3 separate regions of the Sus scrofa genome follow, and regions 1 and 2 are each linked to region 3. Evidence: chromatin contacts called from public Hi-C and HiChIP or PLAC-seq data. All regions are on one chromosome and are shown on one strand. The core of a region is the stretch at or near the end of the contact, and the rest is flanking DNA. Distances in the headings are between cores, read along the strand shown.

Region 1 (2,700 bases), core at 86-2,585, 510 kb before region 3:
CAAGAGTTAAAGGAAAACAATGGGGGGCTAATAAATGTAGGTGCCTTTAGGTCTAAAGGAGCAAGGTGAGGGAGAGGTCAATGGGAACAAGGCTTGGTGGCACATTTCTTTTTAATGCTGATTATCTAGTTGTAACACAGTTTATTTAACCTGAAAGACATCTCAGTTGCTTCCAAGTTTGGACAGTGATAAATATAGTTATGTTATATTGCTATAAACATCTATGTGCAGCTTTTTGTGTAGAAAGAAGTTTTCAACTTCTTTGGCTAAATACTGAGGAGTGTTATGACTGGATCATATGGTAAGAGTATATTTAATTTTGTAAGAAACTGCCCAACTATTTTCCAAAAAGGCTGCACCATTTTGCATTCCCACAAGTAAGGGATAAGAGTTCCTGTTGGAGGAGTTCCCCTCATGGTGCAATGGAAATGAATCCGACTAGGAAGCATGAGGTTGCAGGTTCGATCCCTGGCCTCCATCACTGGGTTAAGGATCTGGTGTTGCTGTGAGCTGTGGTGTAGGTCACAGATGCAGCTCAGATCTGGCATTGCTATGGCTGTAGTGCAGGCTTGCAGCTGTAGCTCCAGTTCAACCCCTAGCCTGGGAATCTCCCTATGCCGCAGGTGTGGCCCTAAAAAGATTTAAAAAAAAAAAAAAAAAGAGTTCCTGTTAGAAACAAAAAGAATTTTTTTTTTTTTTTTTTTTAGGTTCAAATTACCATCAGGAGAAAAACAGTGAGCTGAGCGGCAGGGTCATTCTGATAGGGCTTTTAAAGCATTTTAAATTCCAGAGATGAAGTGGGCCAGGGAGGCTCAGAGAATTTTCAGGTTATTTTTTGTTGTTGTTCACCTATGAGCCTCTTGCAAAACTAAAAATGAATAATAAACAGATGAGAAAAGTTCTGCTCCCAACAGTAATGAAAGAAACACAAGTTGAAAAACAATGAGACAGCATTTCTCAACTCTTAGATCAGCAAAGAGTAAAAAATGATAACATTTGGGCTTTTCAGGGACAAAAAAAAGCTGATGGTATGATAAAAATGTTATAAGATTCTTAGGAAAAAAAAAAAAAAGGTGGCAAAACCCAATAACTCCCTTCGTTAAGACATGTATCCTAAATAAGTCATCCACTTGTACGGGGGTGGGGGGGAGCTATTAAAATTGCCTGCACACATCCTGCTCTCTTCTCCTTTGGGCTCGTCAAAGGTTACAAACCACCTCCTTGGCTGGGAGCCAAGGCTGTGAACGGAAGTGATGAGTTTCACTTCCCTGCTCAACGCAGAAGGCCAGGGGGAGCTCCCCATTCACTTTGTGCCCTGCCGAACCCTGGAAGGCTGGTGGCAGTGCTGGTGTTGCTTTTGCCTCTAGGACAGAGTGACTTTGTGGAATGGAGCTCCTGGCCAGCCTTGGTTCCATTTAAAAGTGAACAAGAAACAACATTTTGCTACCTTAAGCCACTGAGATTTTGAGGTTATTGTTAACTCAAGCCTAGATGGTCCTGACATCTAAAAACTTGTATCAAATGAGATTCCTCGTAGCTTTACATTATAATAGTATAATTTTAGCCACAACTTAAATGTCAGAAAATACATAGAGTACAGACTTGTGGTTGTCAAGGGGAAGGAGAAGCTGGGGAGGGATGGCTTGGGAGTTTGGGGTTAGCAGAGGCAAATTGTTATATACAGGATGGATGAAAAACAGGGTCCAACTACATAGCACAGGGAAGCATATTCAGTATCCTGTGATAGACCATAATGGGAAAGAATATGAGAAAGTATATATATACATACATATATATAACTGAATCACTTTGCTCCACAGCAGAAAGTAACACATTGTAAATCAACCATACCTCAATAAAATAATTTTTAAAAATACAAGATGGCCAAATACATGATGACCAGTGGTCCAGTATAATACTATAAAAAATATTCTATGATGCACAAAACTGGTATGTTGAGGGTCTGGGAGCCATAGGAAGAGTCTCACAATGAAATGCTGAGGAAATAAGGCAGAATATTAAACTACCCATACAGTATGCTGACACTTTTGTTTAAAACTGTTGATATAAATGCAGAGGAACAAATAAAAGACAAATATCACAACGTTAGTAGTGATCATGACAGTGAAATAACACAAAATTAATGTCCGAAACCTAAGGTTGGCCATCCAAAGGGAGCATTGAGGGCGAGCTAAAAGATGTTATTGCGTAGAACATGGAAAAGATAAGTAAGAACTCTTTTCCAAAACCGCAAGAGCAGTAAGTGGGAATCAGTAATGACTGGTTATAAGAAGAACTGTTTCATTGAGCAAGCAGACCCACTACTTGTGAAATCATTTTATGGGGCATAGTGCCAACTTACTCCTCTTTTTTTTGTTTTCTTAATTTCCACTGGCAATTATCCAAATCTCAGGTTATAGGCTTGTCAGTTATAGCTGAGGAAGAAAAACAGGCCACATGACTACTAAAACATGCAAGTGGGTGTCAGAAAATATTCTCATGGCCTCTAAATTAAAGTCAAGTCTTGACTTGGCTGTACAGCAGAAATTGACACAACATTGAACATCGGACACACTTGAAACATTTTTGAAAAGTAAAAATTAAATCTCAGAGGAGAAAAAAAGTCAAGTCTTGAGGTATGGATTAACAGCATGGACCACTTGGTTTTGTCTTCCCCAGAGATTTGAAAACGATGCCAAA
Region 2 (2,700 bases), core at 106-2,605, 610 kb before region 3:
TAGCTTTGGTACATGGTGTCAAATGAACACTTATTTGTGGAAGCAGAGTGTGACATGTGTAAATGGCGATGGTGTGACAAAATTTGTAGCAAGTGCCAGCCCTAGAGGCACCACATTGGAGCTCCCTTCTGTAACTCCACCTCAAGGTGGACTTGGGTGGGACTCCTGAGCCAGATGACCCAGCAGCCGTGACCAGACCTGGTGGTGCAGATGGTCATTTCTTTCTTTTCTTTTTTTTTTTTTTTTTTTTTGTCTTTTTAGGGCCGCACCTGTGGCATATGGAGGTTCCCAGGCTAGGGCTTGAAGCTGCTGTCCTACACCACAGCCACAGCAACAGCAACGTGGGATCAGAGCCGGGTCTGTGACCTACACCACGGTTCATAGCAATGCCGGATCCTTAACCCACTGAGTGAGGCCAGGGATCGAACCCGTATCCTCATGGATGCTTGTCAAGTTTGTTAACTGCTAAGCCACGATGAGAACTCCCAGATGGTCACTAATTGAAATCTTGTATGATCCCTTGTGGAGAACAATAGCCAGACTTGAAATCTGCGAAATCCCTTCCCACACCTTCCTTCTGGCTTGGTTCTAGAAATGGAAACATCCCCCGGCAGATACACTTGCAGTGACTTGAACACCATTGCACGTTGGATGAGAACGCACCTCCCATCAGCAGCTTCCAGATAATGTCCTGACAAGGAGAGTTGGTCCCCAGGGAACACAAAATTCAGTCTCTTTCCTTTAAGTGGACCTCCTGATTTCAAAGGGATCCCTTCCAGAAAAGACTGGGCTAAGCTCCAAGCGTGGCCTCTGCGTGTAATATCAAAGTAGACGCTATAAATCAGGAAATTCACAACATTCGATCGTAAAAGAGCAAAATGGCCTTTTTGGCTTGACCCCAGGCTGCTCTTTCCCGGCCGCCACGCCGAGCAAATTCTAGGTAGGATGCAGTTATGTGGACCTGCAGCCCAGTTTCTGGTCTAGAAATAAGTCAAAGTGTCAATGGGGAAATACCTGCTCTTCTTAAAATAGGTCCGTGTGTCTCAGTGTTGTTTTTTTTTTTCCCTTAAGTTCACTTGAGATTCGGCAAGAGAAATGAGGACGTGAAAGTTTTGAATTGGTTTGTCCTCTTTTATCTCAAAGAGAATGGTTCTTTTTTTAAAAGGGTTTCTGGAAGGGAAATTGAACGCATGCCTCTTAAGAGGTTAGTTTTACACGGATCAAACTAATAACGACAACCACAACAACAGTAAATCCTGGATCAGAACCTCAGAAGAAGGTGGCCACTGGAAGCCCCTTTCCTTGGCTCCAGGAGGTTTTCAGTTCTCATCCTCTCCCAGGATCCTCCTCCTAGAACCCTGGGACCGGAGGGTGCCCCTCAAGTCTCTGCGTCTTTATATACTCCGGCATCGTTGTCTTTCTGCGTGCATTCTGGAAGAACCCTGGATCTTGAACATTAAGGGCCAAAGGGCTCCTGGGGGGTTCCGCTCTTTGGGACAATCGAAAGGAAAATGTTGAAAACAGCGACAATGATATTTTTCTTTTTGTTTTCCCTTTTGTCAGCCAGCTCAAAACCCTGATCCCTCTGTGGGGAACATTTGGGGTTCCACCGCAGCCTGCCCTGGCCATCCCCTCCTCTGCCCAGCTTGTGCCTTACAGCTCGCGGAGAGGAAACACAGACCAGAACACCAAGCAGGAGGGAAGCGCCAGTGGACGAGGAAAGTAGTGTTTTTAAGGGCCTCATCTTTCCAAAAGCCCACAGTGGTTGTCCGATCTGCTGGCCCCATGAGAGATGCAGTTCTTGTTTTTTCTTTTTTAGGGCCACACCTGGGGTTTATGGAAGTTCCCAGGCTAGGGGTGGAATAAGAGATGCAGCTGCAATCTACACCACAGCCACAGCGACACTAGATCCGAGCTGCATCTGCAACCTATGTTGCAGCTTGAGGCAATACTGGATCCTTAACCCACTGAGTGAGGCCAGGGATTGAGCTTGCATCCTCACGGGGACGCTATGTCAGGTTCTTAAATCTGAGACACACACACACACACAAAGGGAGCACATTTCCTAAGTGCATGGTTTGTGGAAGTCGCGCTAACAGTTTGACCCATGCATCCAGCCCCAGGACAAGTGAGAAGCACCAGGGAAGGATCATAAGGTTACAGCCAGCCCTGGGGCCATCATCATGCTGACTTCTAACAGCAGAGCTTAGTTTCTCTTGATTTTGTTCTTTGCGTAAATGGAATCACACAGTCTGTACTTTCTGTCCAGCTTCTGCGGCTCATGTTACATTTGCAAGTTTCTCCTCCGTGTTGTTTCATGAGCTTGTAGATCACCGTGTCCTCATTCCAGAAGGCGCTCCCTTGCTGGGAAGGGTGGGAATGCAAGGTGATGTATGAGTTTCTTCCTCTGCTGATGGGTGCTTGAGTGCTCACTCCCACTCGCTGGGGTGAAAGGCCCGGTGCTTTCAAGAGTACTTTCAGGTTGACTCAGCTGCTATTGTCTAAAGAATTTAAGAAACTAACCAAACCTGACCCCATTAAATGTATGATTCTCTCAGTACAGGAGGGGAATAAAAGCCACTTCTGGATCCCTGGATCACGGCCCCTTTCCCTCTTTCTCTGGGGCAGGCGGTATGGACCGAGCTTATAAGGATCTTAGCATATGGATAGCTGGGGATAACTGGAAACTGCTCCCCCATC
Region 3 (2,751 bases), core at 239-2,738:
GAACTGACTAATTGTAGTCATGTGAGGCCAAAAGAGGGAGTGGCCGGCTTTAGCTTTCCCGGCAGCCCAAACAACTTACCAAATTGGATGAATTAGGACAGGCAGTCCCTCTCTCTTTAGCTTTGTAGGAAAGGCCTGTCTTTGGCTTTTTTCTCCTACTATAGAGCCCCTAGCCATGAAGCCTTACAGAAACCAGACTTCAGATCTGTTTTGCCTAGACTTGGTATAAACTACAGAAACTTACATTTCAATTCCTATTGGCTTAAGTCGGATACCAATTTATCTATAGGGTTAGTTTTTTGTTTTGTTTTGTTTTTCTGTTTGTTTGTTTAGGGCTACACCTGTGGCATATGGAAGTTCCCAGCCTACGGGCTGAATAGGAATTTCACCTGCCGGCCACCGCCACATTCACAGCAACCTCAGATCTACCACCTACACCACAGCTCATGGCAATGCTGGATCCTTAACCCACTGAGCAGGGCCAGGGATCAAACCCGTGTCCTATGGATACTAGTCGGGTTTGTTACCACTGAGCCACAATGGGAACTCTTAATAGGGTTAGTTCTTTGCAATGGCATAGAAATGACTTAAAATGGCAGGGACCCCCATGACACCTTCCGCCACCTGCCTCTTCATACCCTTCTCCTTCACCACCTAGTTCCCCAAGGGTGCAAGCACCCACTACTAATCCCTGCCCACCTTTCTTCCACATCAGGGGGGATGAGACAACAGATATGAACATCTATGCCAGGGGGCCGCACAGTTCCTTAGACTGCACTGTCCAAAACGAGCTTTGAGCTCACATCTGCTGCCGTGTGTTTTCCTCTTGTTGACCATACAAAGGAAATAAGCCGTAACAACAAAAGTTACCCTAGGGGCGTCTCTGTCCCCCTTCTTTCCTTCCAGTGCTTGTGTCGGAGACAAGGCCTGTCTAGCACCCAGGTGGGAGCAGCCTCGGGTGTTAAATCAACCCCCAATCCTTCCCTTTTTCAGAATGTTTTGCTCTCTGGATCCGTTTTCTCTTCTTTGTGAGAGGCATAATAAAAGTACCTCCCTCCTAAGGATGTTATGAAACTAATGAGGCAAGGTAAGTCATTTAAAGTCACAGAGTAAGTACTTCTCAAGTGCGAAATCCCATCCCAGTTACCTTCATTTACTGGGAAAATAGCAGATTTGTTATAAGAGAGAGAGAGAAAGAAAGAAAGAAAAAAAAAAAAAAAAAGGCTTTCAGCTTTTCCTATTTCCCTAGGGGTTGGCACAGAGGTTTCTAAATCGCTATTAGAAATTAAGTATGGGCAAGCACTTCTCTTCACACTAAATAATTCACAGATGAAGAATCGGCCGTAATGAGACCACCCATCTGTATTAATAGTGAGAAAATAAGCTCTCCAAAGAGCCAAAGATGCCAGGAGTAAATACAGGCATTTGTAAGGAGTAGAGGAAAACCAGACAGTTGACAAGAACTCAAGCGCCACCTACAGTCCATAGAGGGAAGCGCATCTGACAGAAGAAGCCAGAAAGGCAAAGAGACCTCAGGTCTCGCTTAGCTTCACAAACTGAAATTCCTGCAGAGGGAAGCAATCAGTATAAAGAGAATCTCAGTCATTTTACTAAAATTTTAGACGGATAGGTGGTATACAGATAGATGGTAGATAGACTGATAGAGAATAGATAGATGATAGATGTATGTGTGCATATGTGTGTGTGTGTGTGTGTGTGTGTTTTAAAATATGTTTTTAGTAGAGAAGACCTGCCCCCAGCACTGCCACTCAATCTCTGTCCAACCTTGGGCAGCAATTAAACTCTCCAGGGCATCAGCATCAGCTTCCCCACTTGTAAAATGAAGGTGACACCACTTGTTTAACAAGGCTATTTGAATGATTCAGGGAGATGACGTAGACAAAATACTTACAACAGAGACTGAGACAGAGAATGAGGTAACAATAAAAAGAATATGCTGATAAACGTTTGTTCATTTGCTTAGTTACTCAACAAATATGCACTGAGCGTGCCGTGTGCCAGGCCCTCGCTGGCAAGAGCCAGCCTCTCCCTCTTCAAGCTCTCGGCTTGTGTTCTGACTTTGAGAGCACATAGAATGCAAGCAAAAAAAGTAGAAATGCTATATGTTTTAGAACCACTTTTAAGCTGGGAGAGAGTTAATATAAACATTCTCATACCTCTTATCTGGAGAAACACAAACTCAGTGGAATTGGTTGGAACATTCCAGCCAACTTAGGCATTAGCCAGAGAAGAGACTTCTAGGAAGAATCTGTAAGTTATGTATTAGTTTTCTTTTCTTTTTTTTTTTTTCTTTTGACTTTCCTGGATCCTTTAAAACTCTATTTTCTCCCAAGTACCTCTTATTTTAAATTCCTATTACACATTTTCACTGCCTTCTCCTCACCACCCACATCAAAGTCAAATATCTCTTTTTCACTGCTGTTCCTTTGTTCCTGCCTACGTCATTCCACTCCTTCCTGCTACCTGCTTTTCTATGTCTCCTTTCATTTTATTTTTTTTTAATTTTTTATTAAAGTATAATTGATTTACAACGTTGTGTCAATTTCTGCTGTACAGCAAAGTGACCCAGTCACATATATACATGTACATTCTTCTTCTCATATTATCTTCCATCATGTTCTATCCCAAGAGATAGGATATAGTTCCCTGTGCTATACTGTAGGAGTGTAGTCATTTTCTAATGCTACCTTGCAACTACCGGCTAACTACATGGCAGCTTAAGACAGCACA

The links. A called contact is a pair of places that touch in the nucleus more often than the background predicts. HiChIP or PLAC-seq counts read pairs in DNA pulled down with a chosen protein or histone mark.
Region 1: an H3K27ac HiChIP or PLAC-seq map of alveolar macrophages shows a contact between it and region 3. The contact joins two enhancer-like sites. A contact is called at or near these places in 1 of 47 Hi-C or Micro-C datasets (blood) and 1 of 2 datasets of contacts at active chromatin or transcription factors (alveolar macrophages).
Region 2: a contact with region 3 is called in a Hi-C map of omental adipose tissue, with 5 times the contacts expected there. The contact joins two enhancer-like sites. A contact is called at or near these places in 1 of 5 promoter capture datasets (liver), 30 of 47 Hi-C or Micro-C datasets (adipose tissue, alveolar macrophages, blood and 14 more) and 2 of 2 datasets of contacts at active chromatin or transcription factors (alveolar macrophages and skeletal muscle).

The regions. Positions count from the first base shown.
Region 1 is chr14:2,276,221-2,278,920 of Sscrofa11.1, forward strand. No RefSeq gene overlaps it. Among named protein-coding and RNA genes, the nearest start is that of SYK, 170 kb to the left of the region's middle. Within about 2 kb of position 1,336, at least 12 of the 83 cell types and tissues checked have an H3K27ac peak or open chromatin away from gene starts, as enhancers often do. A contact at or near this core is called in alveolar macrophages, where this site is marked.
Region 2 is chr14:2,179,101-2,181,800 of Sscrofa11.1, forward strand. No RefSeq gene overlaps it. Among named protein-coding and RNA genes, the nearest start is that of SYK, 77 kb to the left of the region's middle. Within about 2 kb of position 1,356, at least 4 of the 83 cell types and tissues checked have an H3K27ac peak or open chromatin away from gene starts, as enhancers often do. A contact at or near this core is called in omental adipose tissue, where this site is marked.
Region 3 is chr14:2,790,788-2,793,538 of Sscrofa11.1, forward strand. No RefSeq gene overlaps it. Among named protein-coding and RNA genes, the nearest start is that of NFIL3, 190 kb to the left of the region's middle. Within about 2 kb of position 1,489, at least 13 of the 83 cell types and tissues checked have an H3K27ac peak or open chromatin away from gene starts, as enhancers often do. A contact at or near this core is called in alveolar macrophages and omental adipose tissue, where this site is marked.